Regions from separate parts of the Mus musculus genome. Here region 2 is linked to region 1. Evidence: chromatin contacts called from public Hi-C data. All regions are on one chromosome and are shown on one strand. Each heading gives the region's core, a stretch centred on a gene start, on an enhancer-like site or on the middle of the called end of the contact. The rest is flanking DNA. Distances are from core to core; before and after follow the strand shown. Region 1 has its middle 120 kb from the start of Gm34768. Region 2 overlaps Itga8 (integrin alpha 8).

The links. A called contact is a pair of places that touch in the nucleus more often than the background predicts.
Region 2: a Hi-C map of bone marrow-derived macrophages shows a contact between it and region 1, with 20 read pairs. The contact joins two enhancer-like sites. A contact is called at or near these places in 8 of 39 promoter capture datasets (the 3T3-L1 cell line, the HPC-7 cell line, embryonic stem cells and 5 more), 5 of 484 Hi-C or Micro-C datasets (bone marrow-derived macrophages, embryonic fibroblasts, epiblasts and 1 more) and 3 of 115 datasets of contacts at active chromatin or transcription factors (bone marrow-derived macrophages, large pre-B cells and microglia).

What each region holds. Positions count from the first base shown.
Region 1 is chr2:12,020,431-12,025,848 of GRCm38.p6, forward strand. No RefSeq gene overlaps it. Among named protein-coding and RNA genes, the nearest start is that of Gm34768, 120 kb to the left of the region's middle. Within about 2 kb of position 3,236, at least 22 of the 459 cell types and tissues checked have an H3K27ac peak or open chromatin away from gene starts, as enhancers often do. A contact at or near this core is called in bone marrow-derived macrophages, where this site is marked.
Region 2 is chr2:12,277,583-12,283,000 of GRCm38.p6, forward strand. All of the region lies in intron 2 of Itga8 (integrin alpha 8), which reads right to left. Among named protein-coding and RNA genes, the nearest start is that of E030013I19Rik, 21 kb to the right of the region's middle. Within about 2 kb of position 3,274, at least 4 of the 459 cell types and tissues checked have an H3K27ac peak or open chromatin away from gene starts, as enhancers often do. A contact at or near this core is called in bone marrow-derived macrophages, where this site is marked.

The sequences.
Region 1 (5,418 bases), core at 1,986-4,485:
AGGTGTCTGGTGGGAATGTCTTTAATCTCAGCTCTTGGGAGGGAGAGGCAGGAGTAGCTCTGTGAGTTTGAGGCCAGCCTGGTCTAAAAAGACAGAGCTTATCTGAAAAAATGAAAAGAAACAAATAAAAACATCAATGCAAGGAATTGGGGGATAGCTCAGTTGGTTAAGTGCTTGCTATGTGCTGAGAATTCTCCGCAGTGCTCATTTTAAAGCCATGACAACAGAAGCTGAGCCCTGTGGTGCTTGTTTATAATCTTAGGGCTAGGAAGGCTGAGGCAGGTGCGGGTCTGTGGCCCCACTAGTCGGCCTGTCCAATCTAGCCTTCCTAGAGATTTTTGGAGAGTTCCTTTGTACATACACATGTACCCCCAATGTAAACCCAATAGCAGACCCTGTAGGCAGCCTATAAAGTTTAATTTTTCTAACTTTTCCTCCTAAGAGAAACCCAATTCACAGAGATATTTTACGACAATCTATTATTTGCTGTGTCCTTGGCAGTTCCTAGAGTGAAATATTGACATACAAGTCCACGTTTCTTGTTCTGCCCAGGTGGGCGTAGTTGTAGGATAGGTGGCCATAGTCAGTGAGACACAAGAACACCTGTTCAGAAGACTAGGGGAGTTTTCCTGTCTTCCTAAAGCCAGAACTAGAGGAGCAGTGGTCCTTTTCTGTCTTGGGACAAATTGGGGAAGAAATTATTTTGGAAACTACTGAATAACTCATTATCCTTGGTGGGGAAGAAAGAGTTGGAGGGAGCTTTCAAAAGGACAGAGAATCAGAGAAAGAAAGAAGACAGGGAGAAAGAAGGAAAGGGAGGAAGGAAGGAAGAACAACCACATAAATATCTGCCATTGAAGATGCCAGTCAAACGCTGGATGATGCTGTAAATATTTTATCTTTAGATATTGCTTTAAACACACACACAAACACTCACACACACACAAACACACACGTCAATAAACCTCTTGTTGTCTAGTGCATTTGAGCTTTCTGTAACTTGCGTGAACAAAGTGTACAACAGAAATGGGCACAAACCCAGTGCTGTGTTACAAGCAGAAGGAGAGTCACTGACTTCAAAATTTCAAGTGAAACCAATCTTACAGGCTCAGGAAAGATTTGGATACTAAATTTAGTTTGCATCAAACATGAGCAATCAAGGACGAAACTGTATTTGGCAAAGGAAATCTAGTTGGGAGCTTAACGTGAAGGTTGGTCCTGCAGCTGGCAGGTCCATTTTGTTCTCCCTCTGATGCTCGCCACCAGGTCTCATCTCAGGAGGATGCAAGATGCTAAGTATGTGAGGCCAGCTACAAAATGCACGCTCTGTGACTGCATCTCTGTGCCACGTGCAGAAAAGACATGGCCACGAAGCTAGAAAGTCAACGGGATCTTGTTAGGAGATGGAGTGGGGTTTGGAAACTGGAGAGCTGGTGGGTAGAGGATTTCCTTCAAGGATGAGGAAAATATTCTAGAACAAGAGATTCTGGCTACACAACGTTGTGAATGAATTAAATGCTTAAAATGGCTAAGTGGGAATTTACAACATGTTTATTTTACCAAAATTATTAATATCTATGTTTAGTTAATTGTGTGTAAAGTGGGTGTACATGCACACACATGTATTTAGGCCAGAGGTCAGCACTGTGTATTGTTTCTTAGGAACCAGCCATCTTGTCTTTGAGACAAGGTTCCTCCCTGGGACGTAGGGTTTGTTACTTCTGTAAGGGTAACCAGGGCTAGTTTGCCCCAAGGATCATCTTGTCTTTACCTTCTTAGCACCAGCATTACACTCACCTATCACAAAGCCTGACCTTATATAAGTTCTGGGAATGGAACTCAGGTGCCCGTTCTTGATCAGTATGGATATTTCTTGATCAGTATGATATTTCTCCACCAATTACATAGCAGTGAGAAGCCTTCCTCGCTTGTCTACCATTACATTCTTAGAAGGTTTTTATATTTTAATTTTAAAGTTGTTGATTTGTCATATTTTAAAATAGTTACTACAAAATGTCAATTAATTGTTTTAAATTATTTTATTAAAATAAGATTTTAAAAGTCAACAATAATACCATTTGTTAGAACAAGGCATGATAATGTATACTTATAGCCCCAGCTCTTGGGAGGCTGAAGTGTGAGGATTGAGAGTTGGTGGCCACCCTGGGCCACATAAAGAGGTCAAGACCAGCTTGGGATAGAGAGGTCTTATCTCAAAGAAATGAAATAAAGTACTAGTTGGACTGAGCAGTGGTCCAGCTCTATGTACTATGGGTTACCACCACTGTGGAAAAGTATTAGTTAGGCTAGAGTGATTGGTCAGAGAGCACCAGGGGTCAGCTTGTCCATCTCACCAGCACTGGGGTTATTATTCCAGGTCACATGCCTGACTTTTTTTGTGATTTCTTAAATGTGGATTCTTTTAGTAGACATGAAATTTTTGAGTGGACGTAGATAATTTTTATTGGTTTCTTTATATGTATTTCCTTTTTTTAAAAACCCTGTTACTTAAAAATAGAATTTAAAATTCTTTTTAAAATGCACATATTACACATCCTAGGTTGTGTACAACGACTCTCTGAAGAAGCCTGAGGGGAAGGGAAAACTTTGTCTTGCCTCAGATACAGAGCATAGAAAGTCCTTCTGACACTTGTTTCCCCATGGTAGACTTAGCTGCCCAGCTTATCAAAGTAAGGGGCTTGCAACTTAGAAAACCTTGGCATGCGGTACCTCTGCAGAGTGTGAGAAATTCTGCAGTCAACTAAACAGGGCATTAGGAATCTCAGTGGCTCTGCAAAGATCACTTTGGGTGACATTTTGCGCCTTTGTTTTGGGGCCGAGGTGTGATAAGGAAATACTGTCTAGTTGATGAGATTTAGTTTCTCAAGAAGAAACAGGGATCTCCAAGTTAGAGATTTATGTCCAGTGTTTAGTACATTTCCAGCAGGCAACACTAGACTCTGGTCATAAATCTCAACGAACATGGCTTCCTTCCTTCTGTTAGCAGGCCAGCCTCATTCAATCACGACTAAGAGGTGGGAAGCGATCCTAAGTCTTTACTCTCCCCTTTTTCTGTGTCACCCCTTCTTGTGAGTCACATTGTCTGGAAGACCGCAGCTGACAATGTGTGTTTTCCCTTGCTTAGCAGTGACTTCCCTTTGATCTCAACCCTTGACTTGCTGGCAGCCAGCCACATCCTGGAAGGAAGAAGGGGGCCGGAGTGAGGGGAGGTCATATTTATTTTAAAGGAAGTTGAAGGAGCATCTTCAGCAGATGAGCGAGTAAGTCATGGAGCAGAGAGGGTCAGAAGTGTATAAAGTGGAAGACATCAAGACATGCTTGAAAGGATTGAAAATCCCAAAGCATCATCAAGCCCTGGGGCCCGAAACGATATCAGGCAGCATTCACAGCCTGCTAGGAGATTCTGTGACAGCCAGGGCAAGGGTGGCCAGAAATCAAAGGAGTTGGCTTTCCTCCTGGTGCTGTTTCCTAGTCCCCTGTCTTCCCAGTGTTATGATAACTGAATTCTCCTGTGATACTTCCTAGTGCCAACACCAACAGAGTGTAGCAGGGAGACGCTGTAGATAGGGCAGTGTCCCAAACAGCTGCCTTGTGTCTTGTTTTGAGAGCATAACCTTATGAAGACCATTGGGAAAGTATCTGCCTGTCTCCGGGAGTGAAGTGTCACTGTAAGCCTTTTTTTCTTTCTAGAAAGTGGAACTGAAGTCATCTACGTGTGCACTCAAAGTTCCTGCTCTGGCCATCGGTGAGCCATCTGTTCATTAGAGGATGAATCAGGTCAGGCTGCTAAGCTTGTTGCCTCTGTGACATAGCCATCAAACCACAATTGCCAGACTCTGGGGGTCTTCTTTGGAGGGTGCTTGTTGCCATGGGGATATACTGTGCAGGCTTGATGCATCCATCCCAAGCTAGACCTTAGACTCAGTGCTGATAGGCTTTCTAAGATCCTTATTCTTAGACATAATAAATATGTAAAACCCTAGGATATTTTATGTACCTCACATAAATATATAAAACATCATAGTATTTCATGAGCTTCCTGTAAATATATTGTTTGCTCTCAAGTGTCTTACAGTGTGGGATCAAATTAAGAAGCAAATGTCTACAACAGTTTTCTTAACAGTGTTAGTTCCATTTCCTTTTTCAATAGTGTATATTTACTCCTAACTATAAATTACTAGATAATATAAAGAAAATAATAAATACCTCCACTCCCCAACTTTCCAGACAGAAAATCCTAAAATACATATATAAAATCATTACGCTTAGATTTTCAGTATAGTTGTGCGTGCTATCTTTCTTAAGAACCTTATAATGCTTTCAAATTCTTATTTAATTTTAGCTTAACTATTACATCAAGTCTGGAAGAATATCTGCAACATTCTAGTAGGTGAACTGGTATTTTCTATACTGGTGCCCGGTGCATTATTTAAAGTCAGATGTGATTTACATCTGGTCTACCATATTTGCCCATACACATGCATTTCTCCTACATTCTTGTCCGTCTTTCCTGTCCTTTCTCTTCTGGTTCATGGTTACTTAGCAACCAGAACTCTCAAGCTGGTTGCAGTGGCTCTCCATTCCCTGGTTATCTCCAGTAGACTGGGGAAGATGGTCAAGAATTAACCATTGTGTGCCTTTTTCCATATTCATGGACACCATAGCCTTCAGCTCCTGGGCTCAGGATAAGCACAGTAATCATATTTCTGTTCTTTCTGTTATCAGCCTGTCACTCTACTGAAGTGTTATCCAGCTGGGAAATATCATCCTTGCCTCCTTTAATGACAAAGGAGAGAATAAACATTTGGCTAATCTGCTTTTCTATTATCCTATCACCCTTTACATAGTTAAAATACATGCGTACATGCATGTGCACACACACATATTATATACTCAAGTGTGTTGTTAAATATGTGTGCAACCCTAGTGTATGTGGATACTTTTAAATCATTGCACACATCTGTACATATATTAAGACATGAATATGTATACAATAAATATTCACATATTCCATGTATAAGGTTGATTTGAGAATCTTCTCATTTGTATTGACTTATTTTACATGAACTTAGTAATCGAGCTACAAAGTAAGAATTCACCCTGGTATTTCTTGGAAGATTAAAAATGAACTTTCCAGAATTCTCAAGATATTTGTGGGAGTTCATCTGAGCAAGTTAATGATTTAAAATGACTGTGCTCCCCACACCGTTTCAGAGGTCCTTGTGCTTGCTTGTGTTTTCCCTTACTTAGCTACTTTCCTTGGCAGGACCAAGCAGAACTTTTCCAATTCAGGTGAGAATGTATGTAGTCTAACCTAAGACTATTTGACCTCAGTGGTTTAAAACAGTGATTCTGCCATCAAACATTTGGTTAACTTAGGCTGTGTAGTGTCTGTCA
Region 2 (5,418 bases), core at 2,024-4,523, 260 kb after region 1:
TTGACCAATAAACAGATGGCTCTCAAAAGACAAGGTGGCCAAGGAGCATTTAAAAAACAAAACAAACAAACAAACAAACAAACAAAAACTCTACATCTTTAACTGGGAGGGAAAAGCAAATTAAAACTGTACTAAATTTCATGTCACACAAGCCAGAATGGCTGCTGTGAGGGGAACAAATGACAAATGCCAGGAAGAACTCAGGAGGAGTGAAGCCCACTTATACTCTTGGTGGAAGTGTAAAAAAATGCAACCACTTTGGAAATCAGTCACCCTACCATCCAGCGATATGATACCACTCCTGGGTATTTACTCAACAGATCCTAAGTCAAAATTGCACAGAGATACCTGGACACCATTGTCCACAGCTGTGTTATCTACAATAGCCAAGACAAGGGAAGGCTGAATGCCTACCAGCAGGTAAGTGGAGAGACAAAAGGTGTCTCCTTTACACAATGAGATTTTTATTGAGTTGGAAAGTAAAGTCATGTCCTTTGTGGGGAAATGGATGGAGCTGGAGATCAGTGTACCAAGTGGAGAGACATTTCTAGGACGTTCTTACGAGCATAATTCAGGATAAGCAAGCAGCTCAGTGGAGATTTGGCCAGGGGGAAGCAGGGGAGCCTGGTAGCAGCTGGAGGCAGATTCGTGGGATTCAGCAGTGGCAGATGTGGTGCTTGGCCAGCCTAGCAGCTCCAAATGTCCTCCTGACAGCCATGTCTCTGATCTGCACACTCCTAGCCGCCTTGATCTGTGGAAGCTGCTTTCTTCCCAGGGCTCACAGGCTCTCAGATGCTGTAATAAGTTCTTGCCTAATTACCACAGGCAATGGGCACTCTATTTTCCTACCCAGGTCCAAACCCAAATCCTAACTGTGGCATTTATGACAAGGCAGAGTATTTCAGGCAGACTTCATGTCCTCCAGAGCAGAAGGAGGTACTGAGTCACCCCAGGTACCCAGAGTGTTGTCCACTGCACAGACATGAAAAAGACCACTCCATCTTAATAACTCTCTAAGATTACAAAAGACAGGTGAAACAAAGTCCAAAATTAGGAAACACCTTTCAAGTCACTGTATGCAATTTAAAGTTTCCCAAGTGGCAGGAGTCCACTTACAAGGTTAATAAATAAGTAAAATTTTATGTAACTTTTCTCAAAAGAAGCAACAATGCAATTAATATATAAAGAACTCTGAAACCAGTACACAGAAGACAGAAATTCAATAGGAAGCCCTATGCAAATGGAAATTCTTATACACTGCTAATGGGCATATAAACTAATTCAGTCACCATGGAAAACAGTATGGGGGTTCCTCCAAGAAATGAGAATACATCATTATTATACAGAACATGTCAGTAAACTGGTATGACCAAGTTTGTACCACTCCTGTGTATTCACCCAAGGGACACATCACATCACAAAGACACTTGTAAATTCCTGCAGCATGATTCACAGCAGCTAAGTTATAGTCCTAACCTAACTAACTGTCCACCAGTAGAAGAATTTAGATAAAATGTAGATACATAGCTGGGGGCATCTTTCAGTTATAAAGAACAACAAAGTTAGTATGAAAAAGTACAGAGACCATATAGCACACACTCGTGTTCACACAGGACAGAATTGAAAATGTCTCAGATTTCTCACATACATAAACATCACAGTTCCTTTTCTACCCATCCAAACTTCCTCCTCTAGATGTGTCAGCATCACGAATTGTGTGTGTGTGTGTGTGTGTGTGTGTGTGTGTGTGTGTGTAAAATAATACTAGAGCTAAGAACAGAGCTCAGTCAATAAAAGGCTAGCCTGCAGGCATAATGAACTGAATTTGATCCCCATTACCCACACCAAAGCCAGATGGGGTTGCAAGCCCGTGTAACCCCAGCACTGAGGAGAGAGAAATAAGAACATCCTTGGGCTAGCTAGTTTAGCCACATCAGTGAGCTTCAGGTTCAGTGAGACCCTGTCTCAAAAACGTAAGGTGAAGAACAAAGAAGACAGCTGACATTGAGCTCTGGCCTCTGTGTGCACTCACACATACATGCACAAGCACGTAAATAATTTCATGAACAATATATATCCAGACTCTGTATCTGTCAAGGGCCAGACAACAAATGTTTCAGGTACTGCTATCTTCCACAGTCTGTTACAACTGCCCAAGCACACACTCATAGTGAAATCAAATGACAGACAGGACAGAGGAAACTGGGTGTGGCTGAGTCTCAAAGAATTTTATGTATGGGCACAGAAACTGAAATTCCATATGATTTTTATGTGTAATAAAATATTCTTTAAATTGTTAGCCAGTTAAAACTTTGAAAGTATACATAGCTTACAGGCTGTGTAATAATAATATAGAAAGAAAAGATAGTTCAAAATCTAGTTGTAGTTTGCCAACATTTGACAGAATATTTTTAAATTGATAAACAGCATTTTGTGATCTTTAGGTAGCTGAATGTGTTTGTGTTTCACATTTAACTAGTCTGTAAGAGACAGCCATAAAGGGGTAACTGTATAGACAGACACACAGGTATCTAGAAACGTAGATAGTTACATTGGTGGACAGGTGGATAGATTGGCCAACAGATAAATCAAATTCATTCCTATTAATTCTTATGTAGTATTATATCCCATTAGATAGCCATGTGTGTTTTGGGTATCCATCTCACTTGGCTAGAAGTCTTTATTTCTTTTTATTTTGATATTAATAAATATGTGGGCACTGAGCAGTCTTATAAAATCCGTTTCATCAGAGGGTGGGGTGGAGTGTCCGTTATTCAGGACAATTAAGGGTTTCCCAGCCACTGGGCTGGGAAACAGTGTCTCAGATTTGTTGTTATTTGTTTGTTTTTATGCTCCTTTAATATTAGTATCTTTGATCACCTTTTTATGTTTGTAGACCATTCATCCCTCCCTATTAATTTCTCATTTATATCATTTGCTTATCTTCTTGTTTACATGTTGACTCTACTGATTGTATAACTGGTTATATAGTATTGATTTCTATCATTTTATATGTTGGAAACATCTCTCTCCTCTCTCTCTCCCTCTCCCTCTCTCTCTCTCTCTCTCTCTCTCTCTCTCTCTCTCTCTCCCTCTCTCTCTCTTCTCTCTCTCTCTCTCTCTCTCTCTCTCTCTCTCTCTCTCTCTCTCTCTTGTCTTTTAACTTTATGGAGCTTACTATACATGCAGAACTCATCCTTACACTCTGTGGTAGAGTTGCTGTGCTTAGTCTGACACGTAGAGCCATGTGTCTCAACAACATTGGGTTACTTCCTTTTCTTTCCACTGTGACCAAATAACTGACAGAAGCCACAGGAGGGAAGAGACACTGATTTCCATTCAGTATCTGATGAAGAAGCCATGTTAACAGCAGGAGCCTAGTCCAGGTCAAGTGACTTGGCTATTCACATCCCATCAGTGAAGAACCATACTGCATGAGACTAGAACTAGGGCTTGGCTATACTTTCAAAGTCCCCTGCCCCCAGGAGCCAACCTCTTCCTGCCATCCCCATCTCCTAAAACTTCTACAAGCTCTCTTTACTGTGCTCTATTGGTTAGAGTGTTAGACACTTGAGTCTGTGGAACACATTCAAACCATGTCAACCACATACTGAACAATTAATCTCTATTTGCTCAATGATGGTTATTTTATCTATGGAGAAAGAAGAAGGAGAAGAAGAGGAAGAAGAAGAAGAAGAAAAAGAGAAGAAGAAGAAGAAGAAGAAGAAGAAGAAGAAGAAGAAGAAGAAGAACAACAACAACAACAACAACAACAACAACAACAACAACAAGAGAGGAGGAGAAGGAGAAAAACAAACAAAACAGTCCTTACATGTCCTAGGGGACAGCATAGCCTCCAGGTGGTCTCAAACAACCTCAGTCTGTGGATTTTGTTATGAGAAAGACACAGTGATGCCCTCTCCTGTGAACATGCCTAGTCTTTAAGGCTTCCTTACTTCCATTGCTTTTCCCATTCTCTGAAATTTTCTACCCACTGTGCTATTCAGCCCTGAGAGAGCTCCCCTCTTAATTGCTCAAGTGAAAGTTAAAATACCCATCTCCCCAAGAAACAGGTTCCTAAATCACCTGACTCTGTGACTATCTTGTCATCCTTTTTGTAATAGCACTAACCACTGTCTGAGATAGTATGCTAGTTTTCCCATGTATTGGTTTCCCCTTGATAAAGTACATTAATTCCACACATAGAGACATCCTGTCTCTCCTCTGCAGTCTTCAATTCTTGAATTATTGACAGCACACTGTAAGTTGTCCATAAGTATTTATTGATTGAATAATTCAGTTTCCATGCATTTATTCAGAAGTTTCCCAGAATAAATTATTCAGTTCAATTTATTGTTGTTGAAAAAGTAAGTATGTGCATGTTGGAGAGGAAAGAAGCGAAGCAAGGAAGGAAGAAGGGAGAGAGGTAAATAGGATGAGAGACAGAGAGGTTCACCCTTTGCATTTCCTTTTAATTTATTTCTGTAATTTGGGAGTGTAGACAAACCTGAAGATACCCTGAAAAGACAGGGAGCCAAGCTGAGAAATACAGATTTCTGTCAGCAAACAGCCTGTTCTACTTTCTGGGCTGTGAATAATCCCCCTTAAACTGTATATCTGGGCAGCCTGGGTATAGATCCCAGTGGGTGGTAAGCCCACCAGCTTTAGGTCTTTTTACTTGGGGGAATGCATGTTTCAGAACAGGAGTGGGGTGTGGTGCTATAGAAGGTGGTGCACACATGAGCAAGGGCAGAGTTCTCTAATCTGTTTAGTGAAATGAGAAGGATTGATGGAGTGAAGCTAAATCAACAGCAGAGGGGTGGGAAAGGCTGAGACCACACAGGTGTGGCCAAACACTTTGGCAGATGGAACAATTTTGGGAAACTATTTATAAAACTCTCGACCTCATTCTGGAAAAGCAGTAAGTTTGGCTCTAGCTTTCGGTCATCACTTCCAAGCCTGTCGCCTCAGGGACTTTCTTCAAGCTGTTGTGGGAACTGTCCAGACAGTTTTGATCAAGAAAAGGGGGAAAGAAATCTTGAAATGTTTAAATCTTGATCATTATCAAATGTGCTTTTGCCTTTAAGTTGAAGCTATGCTTGTGAGAATAAAGAAGATTCATACATAAAGGTCAAGATAAAATGACGTTGTTAGATAATCCCTTATCTAAAAGAAACAAACCTAAGAAAAGAGTGTGAGTTTGGTTTTATGTCAGAGAAAATTTAAGTTCCAAATGGATTACTCTCAATCCCCCCATTGAAAGATGATAAAGAAAGCTCTGGGGCTCCACTCTTGGCTGTTGAGAGATCTGGTGTTTCAATAAATTTCACTGACTCATTTCTGCCTCAGATGTTCAAGAGATGTTTTGTTCTGACTGGATAATCTGCTAACTCAAATTGGTGGCTTACCTCATATATG